Linked DNA regions of Mus musculus: regions 1, 2 and 4 are each linked to region 3. The links are chromatin contacts, called in public Hi-C and promoter capture Hi-C maps. All regions are on one chromosome and are shown on one strand. Each heading gives the region's core, a stretch centred on a gene start, on an enhancer-like site or on the middle of the called end of the contact. The rest is flanking DNA. Distances are from core to core; before and after follow the strand shown. Region 1 has its middle 4.3 kb from the start of Gm14066. Region 2 has its middle 160 kb from the start of Gm14062. Region 3 overlaps Gm14061 (a long non-coding RNA gene). Region 4 overlaps Gm14066 (a long non-coding RNA gene).

The links. Promoter capture Hi-C pulls out the DNA fragments that hold promoters and counts their contacts. A called contact is a pair of places that touch in the nucleus more often than the background predicts.
Region 1: a contact with region 3 is called in a Hi-C map of cerebellum, with 1.8 times the contacts expected there. The contact joins two enhancer-like sites.
Region 2: a contact with region 3 is called in a promoter capture Hi-C map of hippocampal neurons, with 4 times the contacts expected there. The contact joins two enhancer-like sites. A contact is called at or near these places in 1 of 39 promoter capture datasets (hippocampal neurons), 2 of 484 Hi-C or Micro-C datasets (cerebellar granule neurons and cerebellum) and 1 of 115 datasets of contacts at active chromatin or transcription factors (embryonic fibroblasts).
Region 4: a Hi-C map of cerebellum shows a contact between it and region 3, with 2.2 times the contacts expected there. The contact joins two enhancer-like sites. A contact is called at or near these places in 4 of 484 Hi-C or Micro-C datasets (cerebellar granule neurons and cerebellum).

What each region holds. Positions count from the first base shown.
Region 1 is chr2:139,309,661-139,312,843 of GRCm38.p6, forward strand. No RefSeq gene overlaps it. Among named protein-coding and RNA genes, the nearest start is that of Gm14066, 4.3 kb to the left of the region's middle. Within about 2 kb of position 1,826, at least 10 of the 459 cell types and tissues checked have an H3K27ac peak or open chromatin away from gene starts, as enhancers often do. A contact at or near this core is called in cerebellum, where this site is marked.
Region 2 is chr2:138,032,580-138,035,585 of GRCm38.p6, forward strand. No RefSeq gene overlaps it. Among named protein-coding and RNA genes, the nearest start is that of Gm14062, 160 kb to the left of the region's middle. Within about 2 kb of position 1,347, at least 24 of the 459 cell types and tissues checked have an H3K27ac peak or open chromatin away from gene starts, as enhancers often do. A contact at or near this core is called in cerebellar granule neurons, cerebellum and hippocampal neurons, where this site is marked.
Region 3 is chr2:138,586,137-138,589,460 of GRCm38.p6, forward strand. It overlaps Gm14061 (a long non-coding RNA gene), which reads left to right. Exons shown (of 6, transcript XR_866782.2): 3 at 2,998-3,300. Among named protein-coding and RNA genes, the nearest start is that of Gm14061, 6.7 kb to the left of the region's middle. Within about 2 kb of position 1,480, at least 13 of the 459 cell types and tissues checked have an H3K27ac peak or open chromatin away from gene starts, as enhancers often do. A contact at or near this core is called in cerebellar granule neurons, cerebellum and hippocampal neurons, where this site is marked.
Region 4 is chr2:139,276,320-139,279,431 of GRCm38.p6, forward strand. Gm14066 (a long non-coding RNA gene) reads right to left here. Exons shown (of 6, transcript XR_375033.2): 4 at 418-1,536. Among named protein-coding and RNA genes, the nearest start is that of Gm14066, 29 kb to the right of the region's middle. Within about 2 kb of position 1,397, at least 18 of the 459 cell types and tissues checked have an H3K27ac peak or open chromatin away from gene starts, as enhancers often do. A contact at or near this core is called in cerebellar granule neurons and cerebellum, where this site is marked.

The DNA of each region.
Region 1 (3,183 bases), core at 576-3,075, 720 kb after region 3:
ATTATTTTGGGGTAACTCTAATCAAGTAAGTGAAAGACTTTTATGATGAAACTCCAAGTTTTGAAGAAAGAATCTGAAGAAGATATCAAAAGACAGAACGATCTCTAGTGCTCATAGATCAGTAGGATTAAAATATTGGTCATTCTACCAAAAGCAATCTACAGATTTAATGAAGTCCCCATCATAATTCTAACACAATTATGTACACACAACTTGCAGTGACAATTCTGAACTTCATATGGAAAAACAAAACCCAGGATAGCTAGAACAACCCTAAACAAACACACTTTTGGGCATATAACTGGCCCTGATTTCAACTTCTACTACAGATCTCCAATACTAAAAACTGCATGGTATTGACATACAAACAGGTATAGTGATCAATGAATTCAAATTAAAAACCCAGACATAAACCCAAACATGTATGGATACCTGGTTTTAGATAAAGTAGCCAAAAATACACACTAAAAAAAAATCATCTTCAACAAGTGGTGCTAGTCAAACTGGATGTCTGTATGTAGAAGAATGAAAAATGACTCATGTTTATAACCCTGCACAAAACTCAAGACCAAATGGATCAAAGGCCTCAACACAAATCCAGATATAGCAAACCTGATAAAAAGAGAGACTAGTAATAGTCTTGAATGTATTGGCACAGGAGTGACAAAGTAACAATAGTAGCACAGGACCTAAGATCAACAATTAATAAATGGAGCCTCATGAAAGTGAAATTTTTCTGTAAGACAAAGGACATGATCATTTGGAGAAAGCAGCAGCATACCAAGTGGGAAAAGAATTTACCAACACCACACCCCATAGATGACTAATATCAAAATATATTTTAAAAGACTTAAGAAACTATATGTATTCAAAAACAAGTAATTGAATTAAAATATGGAGTACACATTAAACAAAGAACAAACAAAGAACTCTCAATAATGGAATTTCAAATGACTTAGAAACACTTAAAGAAATATTCAGTATTCTTTATTTCTGGTTGAAAAGGCCTTAAGTCTAACTAGAGAACTGTTGTTACTGCCAAGGTATGTGTGGTATTATTACACCCTTAGGGTTGTTGTTGTGCTTCATAGACACCATAGCTAGGTAAGACTATTGGTTTGTTCCCTCTGGTACCATGAAAACTTGTTTTCAAGAATGAGGCTTTTAGTCAGATCCAGCTTGGGTTCTCTGTGTTCTGTATCCAAAGTACATGATGACTTCAATAATAGGGGCTTTCTTTCCATCCCTGAGGGCAACCAAAGGCAACAGCAATAGCTGTTTTAGGAGTCTTTTGTACAACACTGACCAACAACTCAAAGGAGTCTTTTCATGCCTAATGTTGTGATTTTTGTGTAATATTCTCCAGCTCCTGGAGGGAGCTTTGTCAGCCTAGACAGGATATGTTCATTTAAACAGCATACATATACTGTGCACGTATACTTATGTGAGATATGTAGCTTTAGGTTGATACATGATAATATGGTATCTTATGACTTTTTCAGACACACTGTTCTTTTACCAGAGGAGGGAGTCTTTGATGCTGAAAATGCCTTGTGTCTGATTGCATCAATGTTAACACCTTTGTTGTGCTAAAACTTTGTTAAACACCATTACTGGGGAAATTTGGGTAAAGAATACACTAAAACTCTCTCTGTGGTTTATTACAAGCAAGTATGTCTCCACATTTTTCTCCAGGTAAAATGATTTTTTTACAGTGTCAACACTGGCTTTTTGCTCACAATTTTGCATCTAGTGTTAGAAATGCACTGGCTCAGCACTACCACCAGCTGTCAGGGAAGCAGCCCCTCTGTGAGCTCACACAGCACATGAAGCAGATATTCTGCCATCTGTGCAAGGCCCTTCTCCAGGCCAGTCTTCCCTCAGACCCAGCAGGTTCTCACTAACTAATTTATTTCGATCTTTTTTTCTCACCCTCATAACATAAGCCATGGATATGTGGATATAAATGATACAAATGCTAAGTCAGCACAATTTCCTTATTCCACTCAAGTCTTTACATCACAATTATGACACTGCCAAGAAGCAAGTAACTAACTAGCACATATGCCACAACAGATGGCTCACATGTCATGGTTTCTGCCCCCAAAGTTCCTCTGCTTAGTAAACCTATCAATAAACACATTACAAATAAGCATTGTGGAAAGGGAAAAAAAAGACAGAAGACTGTGCTGTGTGATGGGATCACAGATAATGAATGAATAGCTTCCCAGAAAGTTCCACCTGAGAATAAACACTGTAGAATCCAGACCCTAGGGTGAAATATTCTTAGTTGATGGTGTTGTTATATTTTGTAGAAATTATTTTGCTTTTGCTTGATTTGTTTCTTTTGTTTCATTTTGCTTTCTGAGACCAGTAAAGAAGCCATTATACATAAACACTAGAGAATCTAAGGAAACACTCCAGGTATCATGTGTGTCAGCTACTGACACATTGATAGTAATTAACTGTCTTTACAGGGATTAGCATCTATCATCTACAAGTTTGCAGGTCTGCATCTATGCTGACCTCAGCTGGGCTTAGTGACGGCTCTACTTTGGACTGCACATCAGCTGGACAAGGCTTGACCTTGGTTTGGATGTGATCCAAATGTATCTCTTGCACTTATTTGAGGTTTTAACGGCAAATAACAGCAGAGTCGAAGACAAGCCGAATCATACATGCCTGGGTGAGAATTTGTCTGATATCACATCTAATACTCAGTTAGTAACCATAAGCCTGTGACTGAGACCAGAATCAATGGAGTAGCCCAAACTGGCCACATCAGGATGAAACAAGAATATTTGCTCACTCTTCTATTATTTCACAAACTACAAACTTCTTTATAGTGTTCTCAATAAGGAGGCCATAGTGGTATTTCATAATACTCAAATGAGAAAATCATGTGATTAAAAGAGAAAGCTTTAGCTGAGTCTACACTGTTCAACTCAACTGTGTTTTAGGACAAATTTCTGTGTTTGAGGCCAGCTTGGTCTACAGAATGAGTCCCAGGACAGCTAAAGCTACATAGAGAAACCCTGTTTTAAACAAACAAATAAACAAAAAAAAAAAATCTCAACCTTAGCAATACTAGCAATTTGGATTGATTGTTAAGGCATGGGAAGAGGACTATTCTTTCTGTCAAAAAATGCTTAGTAATATTTCTAGCCTATCCCCACTAGGTGC
Region 2 (3,006 bases), core at 97-2,596, 550 kb before region 3:
GGCCAAAGCAATGAGGAAGGGCAAGGGGAGGAGAGCCAGCAGAAAAATAATAAACTGTCACAAAAATGTTCCACTCTTTAGTTCTAGTGAGGTTCTCAGAAAACTTTGAAACACCAGAATGTGAGTTACTCAAATAATAATCTTTGCTTCTAACCTGTATTTTTAATGGAAATAATGAAGTCCTGAATCAGGTTTGCCTGAGTCTCCTTTCCTTTCCTTCCTTTTGTTTCTTTTGGTTTGCTTTGGGTTTTTGTTTGTTTGTTTGTTTGTTTGTTTGTTTTTATAATCGAATTAACTCCAGAACATTCGGGGGTGCCGGCTGGGATCCTTATCCCCACCAATAGACCAGTAGCTGCCTAATGAGCTGCCACGGGAGCCCCTGTGAGACCTAGGGAAGAATGAGAGGCTGAGCACTGTGACAGACGCTTCAGCCTCGTCAACAGGAATCCAGGCAGTTAATAGATTCCTAGGATTTGAGGGGCTCACACATAAGGCTAGGAAGGTGAGGACTCATCCTTGACAGAGTAATATCCCCGTTCTGCCACCCACTTGAGTTTTGAGTTTGCTCACAGAGACAAGGGTCCTTTTAGGTTGTGCTAGCTTCTGTGGGAGACTGCTGTGAGGGCACGAAGGTGACGACCTCCTCTCTTCTAAGTCCAGACCTTGATACTGGAAGGAAATAAAGCTATGTTTAAAGAGTCAACCATCATGGTGAAGCTTGAACCTTGGGGCCTTGTTCCTGGTAGTAGGAACATTGGAAGGGATGCTGCCCACATACAGTGACTACTGTAAATCATTTCCTCTGTATTTTCCTGGGGATAAAAATTGTGAGTTGAAACAGGTGAGTGGGCGTCATATTATTATGCAAAAAATTAATATTAGCAAAGAAAAGCCTCAAGGGCTGTTTGCTTGTTTTCATCTGAGAATAAGATGGGTTGGAAATGTAGACGTGTGTACATGTTCCCCTGTCTGCCGCCAGGGGGCAGCATCTTCTTGGGCAAAGGGAGGCCAGTGAGGAAGAAATTGCGTCTGGAAGATGCTGTTTGTCGCCTGGTGTCTTAAACCCTGAGGAAAGGAGAAATACCCTCTAAAATGGACTTCTCTAAAGAGATCTAAAAATCCTCAGAAATCAGAGGTCAATTCAAAAGAAACTATGGCTTCTGGGAGATGCTCAGAACATGGAAATCATTGATACTCTGAGAGTATTTCTTCTGAAGGGTTTTCCTTAGATTTTCCTGGATGAGATTTGGTGAAAGCAGATTTATTTTTAACAAATGCACACACATGGCATCCTCTTTCTTAGTGACAGGAACTTCTCATTTTTCCAAAATGTGCTTGGCAAGCTTGGCAGCCAGAGAAACGAGACTGGGAGACCTGCTGTTCCATGGTGCATGACGAGCAACAGAGGAAGCCAGTCTAAACCAGAAACCATCCTCTCAGGACGGATTCGGGAGGATGTTCTGCATTCACAACACTCACGTTCAAAGCTGTGGTTTCTTACTCCGCAGTAATTCTGCACCTTTACATCATTTTCTTATATACATTAGTGGAAAATTGGCGGGGGTGGGGGGGCGTCAGGGGACACGAAGTAGCTAAGGCACTAGACTTAGATAATTCTGTCAGAATTCTCAGCATTATTTTCCTTCATCATCTTTTTTCTTTTCCTACATGTGGCTTTAAGCCCAGTGCTTGTAGCATAAGCCCTTGAAATTCTATCAGCCAGGAAGTTGAGGTTTCTGACAGAATGAATATGCATGGCACACATAATCTACAATTTATTAGGCTGCTTCGCTGGTCATTATTGAGATTTGATTGTAATGCTTAGTGGCGTTAACATCCTCTCCATCCCCCTAACAACATTTATGGTCAGTAATAATATTAGCTCAATCCTTGAGCCTCGCTCTGCTGAATGAACCAAGCGACTTGAGCTCCTCTTGGCTCATTACTTCTAACAGGGCTCCTGTAGTCATGTCACACTCCAGCGACAAGCCTGACAGAATGGCATCTTTTAAATATTATCTCTGACATATTTCTCTGAAATGCTAGCCTTTCAATTAGTGTTATGCACCAGAAGTGACAGATTCTAGAAGAGTCACTTCTACAAGAGAGTACAGTAATAGGTGACCTACCAACAACAGTGGGCTAGAGAAGACATCCATGAATAAGTTCATTATAGCCCCTTGAAGGGGTTTCCACAGCATGGGCATGAACTAGTGGTCAATCAAGATGTCCATATATCTTTCTTTTGGACATTGTTTTTCCATTTCCCAGGTTCTGCATCTTTTGCTACTAAAAGCTGCTTCCTTCACCCATAGGCATTACAGATGCCCAAAGTCTGGTCCCACAGGAGCTCATACGTGATACCCTATTATTGCAGAACGTCAAATGCCTGTCCCCTTTGCCTTTGGGACGCACAAACTGACATGAAAGTTATGCTACAGAGACCTTGTCGGATCAAGCTGAGGTTGAGGTTTCACTCAAAATCACACTCATGCTTGGCTTCTTCTGTTGGGAGCCGCCCCCACATTCGCCGTTACAAGATGGCGCTGACATCCTGTGTTCTAAGTGGTAAACAAATAATCTGCGCATGTGCCAAGGGTATCTTATGACTACTTGTGCTCTGCCTTCCCCGTGACGTCAACTCGGCCGATGGGCTGCAGCCAATCAAGGAGTGACACGTCCGAGGCGAAGGAGAATGCTCCTTAAGAGGGACGGGGTTTTCGTTTTCTCTCTCTCTTGCTTTTTCGCTCTCTTGCTTTTCCCTCTCTCTTGCTTCTTGCTCTCTTTTCCTGAAGATGTAAGAATAAAGCTTTGCCGCAGAAGATTCTGGTCTGTGGTGTTCTTCCTGGCCGGTCGTGAGAACGCGTCGAATAACAATTGGTGCCGAATTCCGGGACGAGAAAATCCGGGACGAGAAAAAACTCCGGACTGGCGCAGGAGGGATACTTCATTCCAGAACCAGAACTGCGAATCAAGGTTATAAGGTTCCCGTAACACAGACTGTTG
Region 3 (3,324 bases), core at 230-2,729:
AACGGTATCCATGGAAACAGAAAATGCTAAGGAGATATGATCTGTGACTTAAAGAATCTGCTTTGGACTTCTTTTTTATAAACTTTTGTACACCAGAAACTCTTACTCTGTAGTTCAGGCTGGCCTGAGTTGTTCGGTGCTTTCCTTTGAATTAAAACATTCCCAGTGAGTTGAAATGTTTCTTCATGAGTTACAGGAGATGAAGTGAAAGTCACATTGCTAGAACATACATTTGAAAGATTCTTGAGAGCCCCCCCCCCAGTAGTATCAAAAGGGATAAACATCTGTAAAGGGATGGATGAGGGGAAGAGGGGATTCGAACTGCCAAACTGCAATGCGAAGAGATATCCAGAGTGGAGCAGCCAATAAGCTGTGCAGAAAGCTTCAGAGCTGTATCTTTAGTGGGTCTTCACACACCGTGGGGTGGGCTTCTCAGTGATGTAGCTGCTTTTGAGTAAGTACCTGTAAGTAATCCCTCTCCCATACTCCTGTTAGTAATACAATAAAAACCCATTAGTTCACAAAATTGAATTTGTCACAGCCATTCCTTTGGTGTGTTACGTGTTCCCTTTCCTGGGTAAATAGCCTTGTGTGGTGTGTCTTCTTAGGAAAGGTCTGTCACACAGCAGCCTATAACTTGAAATCATCCAGCCCCAGCCTCCAGAGTGCGGCCCTTATACTACCATGTCAGACAGGTTCACACATGTGATTTGTTGTTGTTGTTGTTTTGCTAACTGTTCATATTCTTTAATGGGCTATAAAACAAGTTGTCAGACAGATTTTATTTAGAATGGGGGTGATAGCTCAGCAAATAAGAGTATATTCTGCTTTTACAGAGGATCTGATTCTCTCAGCACCCACATCTGGTAGCTACAGCTCAGACAGCCTCCTCTGCCTTCTGACGACAGAATCTGCACAGAGGCATACACAAATGGACACATTAAAAATACATAAATCAGTTTTTGAAAATGAGGATCTTGTCATTTCTAGGGCTGGGAGCATGTACATGGTTCAGTATTCTCTTTTTCCTGTGGCTCTGACTACCAGCCCAGAGAACCTCTCACAGACAAAAGGGCCTCTGGTAAAACAGGATAGGTACGGGTTATTTAGAGCTTTGAGGAACTTTGCAGTTGTAGTACTATGACTGCCATTTTTGCATTTAGCTGCTTTCTGCCTTCTGCCTTCTGCTGGGGCCTTTCCTTTTTAAAGCAAATATTTTAAAACTCATTAAAAAAACATTTGAATTTCAGCAATGATAAGAGAAGGGGGAAAGACTCATGGGGTTGGTGGGGGAAGCACAACAAAATGTTACCCAACAGTGCATTGGATGGCTATTTAAAGCCCGCAGTGGCCATCAAGAGTAGGGTAGCCATAGCAACAAACCAGAATATTATCCCTGAGTGTGAGGACCTGCTGGAGGAGGACAGACAGTGCTGAGGACAGGGGTCTCCAGCAAGTAGGCTTTCCCAGCAGAGCTCTGCCTCACAGACTGGAAAGGAGCAGCTCTAGCTGAAGCTGCGAGTCTCCTCAATGAACACAGAGTATATCTATAGCTTTGGCAACCTCCTTGGAGAACTGAAGGTTGGCTTCCTTAGAGATAACCTAAAATGGAGCGTATTTTTTAAAAATATCTTTGATCGATTTCACATTTCGAGGCACTAGAAAACAAAAAAACAAAAAGCAGACAGCAGACCACATGGAAGCTGTGGGTGGGAGCTGTGATTGTTCCTTTCCAAGCAATTCCTTCGGCTGCTATGCATTAGGCCTCTGATCCTGTGGTATTCACATGAAGTGATGGAAGATGCATGGAGCCAGTTTGGTGCCTGCCTCGCCCCTTCTGTCCGGCTGGTGGACCAGATGCACTGGGGGTGGAGGCTCGTACCTTCCAGCTGCTCTTTGTAGAGATGTGCCTCTCCAGGAAATGCTTATGATGTCCTACTGTGATTCAATGACTGGGGCATAAAAACTTGGCCTCTTGCCTCAATTCCAGGACATAACCGGGTGGCCAACAAACTTTCATGTGATATTAGCCTCAACTCAGATTATAAAAAAATGTTTTCTCCAGTTCTATTTTATCTCCCCCATTTCCATAAAGACTCCTTTAAGTGTTCTCAATCAGCAAAAATGCCTATAGGATGATCACACTTTGAAGATTGGCTCCACGGTAATCCGATCTCAAACTGACATCTTGGGCTTTATCCTGGGAACAAGACTGAGCCAACCTGGCTTCCATCTGTGGTCTATTACCCAGGAACTAGTGGCTTGTGCTCTCAGGGAAATGTTTCACAATGGTAGAGTTGCTGGCTTATGAGTGCATAGGATTTTTTAACCTCTGAACATATACCTTTACTCAGCTAATGGACCCACTCCTATTTCATTTCCCTATGTAGGTCACACCATTAATACATTAAACCAACAATTTTTCCCATCAAAGATTACTTTCTATGTAACCTGATCAAAGCCATAGGGAGAATGAAGATAATGTCTCTTGTAATTTTATGGGATCCACCCAAGTCTATTGATATCTGTTCCAAGTCACTGCAAGTCATTTGCAAAAGATTACTGGTGACAGAGATCTCCTTGATACTACGATCTGAACCATCTCATCTGTTGGACTAAATTACCCGTCAGGCAGAGATCAACTCAGCTATCCTTCAAGAGCTCTCTTTACCAATCACCATGTGCTCTGATTTGGGAATGAATGGAAATAGACTAAAGACTAAAGAATTTCTGTTTGAGAGAGAGAGCGGTTTAGGCATCATCATAAGCCTTTTAAGATTATGTCTCTAAAGAAGGAGTATTTTGTTTGTTTTTTTTTTTTTTCACTTTGGGGTACTTCCTTTAAAGCTCTGAGGCTTCATGCTGTATATAGAGAGGTCCTGCTTAGTTCCTTTTCTGGTCTTGGGCGCCTGTATTCTATGTCCTTACCTGATAGGGCCATCTTAACCAGAGGTAAAAGTTGATAAGAGGTTATCCCTTTGTCTCCTAACTTCTCAGAGGCAGTCATGGACAACTAATGATGTTGGAATTACAAAGCCTACACACTGGCCTCTAGCTGAAACCATACTGTGGAGAAATTCATTGTGTAGCTGAGGAGTCTGAACGGAGCCAGATTCCAGCTGAGACCACACTGCTGATCAACTCGTTTCCAGCTCTCTCTGGCTTCCCTCACTCCCTTGCCAGTTTGTCCTGGCACCACTCCTTCAATGAATCCTTTCAAAGGAGCTTACTTGTGAGGCTTTATACCTAAGAGCCATCATCCTGCTGGCATCTGAGGAAGTGGAAGGCCACAAAGAGAAGGTAAGGCTGGGAAATGACCACCGT
Region 4 (3,112 bases), core at 147-2,646, 690 kb after region 3:
AAACTCTAAAGGAAAAATGCCTTCCTCTTTCAGGAAATATTGTCTTTTCACAATCTATTAATCCCAGCCTCTGCTCTTTGCCAACAAAGGTTCTATTTGTGTATTATAAAAGGGAGTCCTTAACAAATGTTGAGAGACTGATAAGGTGATTTTCTTCTTATCTAAGGGAAAATTAAAGGCCTTTTATCTGGAATAAAGCCAAAATAATTTTGAGAAAAGTCCATTTTTCTTTCCCTTCCTGGCATATCCAGGGCTCATTCTCCCTTCTTATATATTTGCTTGACAGGAGAGCCAGTAAATCAAGTCGAACATATTTTTATACAAGATGCAATGCATAATGGTATTATAAAATATTTTAGCTACTGGTTAAAAATTTCTTAATAGAGCGAAATATTGTGTGCATTCCCTGATACCCACCTCTCAGCCAGCAGGAGAAGCTTCCAGAAGCCTGCTGAGACACGAGAACAAGTCTGTCTTGACACAACGCCATCTTTGTTCCTCACACATGGCTGCTTATTCAGCTTTTACAATGGCTTCAAAAGAGGACCTCATATGGCAAGTATTGTAAATGTCACTTTCTAGTCTAAAGACTACGTTCAAGCTATCATTCCTTCTCAATGCTAATAAAACATAACTTCAGCAGGAATCTAGCAATTTTCTAGATATTTGTTGATTAGATTGACTTATTTATTCTTTCTGGCTGCTGGTGTTAGCTCTGTTACCTTTGTCATCATGTACTCATCCTGAGGCTATAAAGTAATAAAAAAAAATTAAAGTAGCATTTGCCTCTTGAAATAGAAAATAACAAACTTCCTTCGTCATCTTCAAGATTGCAGAGCAGTGGTTCTCACCGTTCCTAATGCGTTGACCTTGTATTCCTCATCTTGTGGTGACTCCCACCCATAAAATTATTTCATTGCTACTTCATAACTGTAACTTCACTACTGTTATGAATCATAATGTAAACAACAGATGTGCAGGATAGCTTATAAGCTACCCTTGTGAAATGGTCATTTGACCTCTGTGGCTTCTCGCCACACAGGTTGAAATCCTCTGTTGTAGAGACAGACTGGATAGGATTCTCCACATTTAACATTATTGAGGAAAAATACTCCTGAGATCAAGTAATGCCACGCTGCTTGACGAACACTTGATGAAGACAAAGAAAGCGAGGTTCAGAGACAATGTACTAGAACATTAGAGACATGCATCATTTCTATATGAAAAGTGATTGTGTCAAGAAGAGTCCATGAACAGATTAGGAGAGGATCTGGATTTGAAAGTGATACGCTTACAGAGAGATGAGATGCTCGTGCCTGCTTCAGTACTTCTGTGTGGTTATTAATAATCTGCTAACACAGCATGCATGGGGCATATGCTCCCGTTACAGAGAAACCAGCTCACTGAGTCACCAGGCAGGGAACCAGGCAGAGCTCATCCGGAACCACACAGTGCTGTCAGCACACAGCCAGCTTCCGATACGGCAAAGCAATGGTGCTGCTTCTGTTACCGGCACTAGCTCTCAGAAACCTGGAACTGAGGAAAGAAAATAAATTAGATCACAGCCCAGGTGGGATAGCCATTCTGTTGGACAGCAGGGTGGACCCTGAAGGAAGCGTGGGCAGTAATTCTCCCAGGTCCCAAGCAGAGACAGGCTATGTTGCACTAAATGCTTCCAATAAGATGAATCTGGGCTTCAAGAGTTGGAGAAGGAAGGATGAACCTTCTGGAGCCTACGATTCCTACTGAGTTATTTCACTGGCTGTCAATCTGGCCTTCACGCACTGCTCACTTGTCCCTTCTTTGTGACCCTCTTAAGAAAAATTAACTCAAAAGTACAGAAGTTGGGGCTGGTGAGTGAATACTTTGCTGTATAAGCATGGGGAATTTGAGTTGGTCTCCCCAGCAACCACATGAAAAGCCATGTGTACCTAAAACCTCAGCAGTGTTAAAATGGAGAGGGGCTATCTCCAGGTTCAGGGAGAGACCTTGTCTCAGGAGAGTAAAGCAGAGAGCATCAGAACAAGATGCCCAACAGCATGCTCTGGCTTCCACAAGTGCACACAGGCACATGGAAGCGTACAGCACAAGTGCACAAAGAAGTTGCCTACAAAAGAGTGGCGTCTTTAATGGCTACCACTTTAAACAAGCAGTGACATGCTAAAAAGTAATTTCCATTGTGCAAAATGGTGTAGACACTTAAGCCCTGATACATCAAATATCATCATCCATGAGAATTACCTCATGCCCTGATGACAAATCAAAATCCATCCTAACTGTCCTAAGTCAAATTCAACATTACAGAGAGATCCCTAGGAAATGTATATGGATATTGAATTTGAAGTGCAAAATAAAATGTTTCAAGGAAAAACAAGAACACATTGGGCTACATGATGAAAGGTGCATAGGTTTCTAACTCAAATGTGTCATTTGGAATCTGGCTTGGCTTTTCTTTTGGTGCTTTCTTCTATATAAGCATCACTGGGAAGCAAACTCCCTAAGGAAGTAGCTATGAATGCATCCATCAACATGGCCAGGCTTGTGCACTAGTTGATGTGCTCACTGTAGCAAAGGAACACACTTATTTCTCATAATTCCAGCAAAGGTTCTTGAGATTCACTTTGGTAAATAGGCCACATACTCGATTCTAGAGAAATTATCAGTCAGATTTCCTGATTATGTGACATTTGAATCACCAAAAAAAAAAAAAAAAAAAAGTGACCACCCTTCAAAACAAGATAAAACCGACAAGATGTTCTCAATTACATGAGAAATGCAACTGCAGCAGAGGGCCAGCACTTTGCTGTTTCGAGCACCATTTCAGACAACAAGCAACACATAGGACATATTCCAGAGTAAGTGCCACGGCTGCCTTAAACACCTGGATTAGCCCTGCAAGCTTCAAGAGTATCTACGCTTCCAATGTGGGGACCCCAAACGGAAGTAAGAGCTGTGATTCAGTTATGTCACCCAATTTTAGGTTGTAGAATGTGAAACACTGGAGGATTAGAACCACACAGCAAAGGGTACCTGTGATTGGAAACTTGTGTGAATGAATTTTAAGAACATAAGTTTTGCTCCCCCAATTGGGGAGGTTTTACAATACTGCACA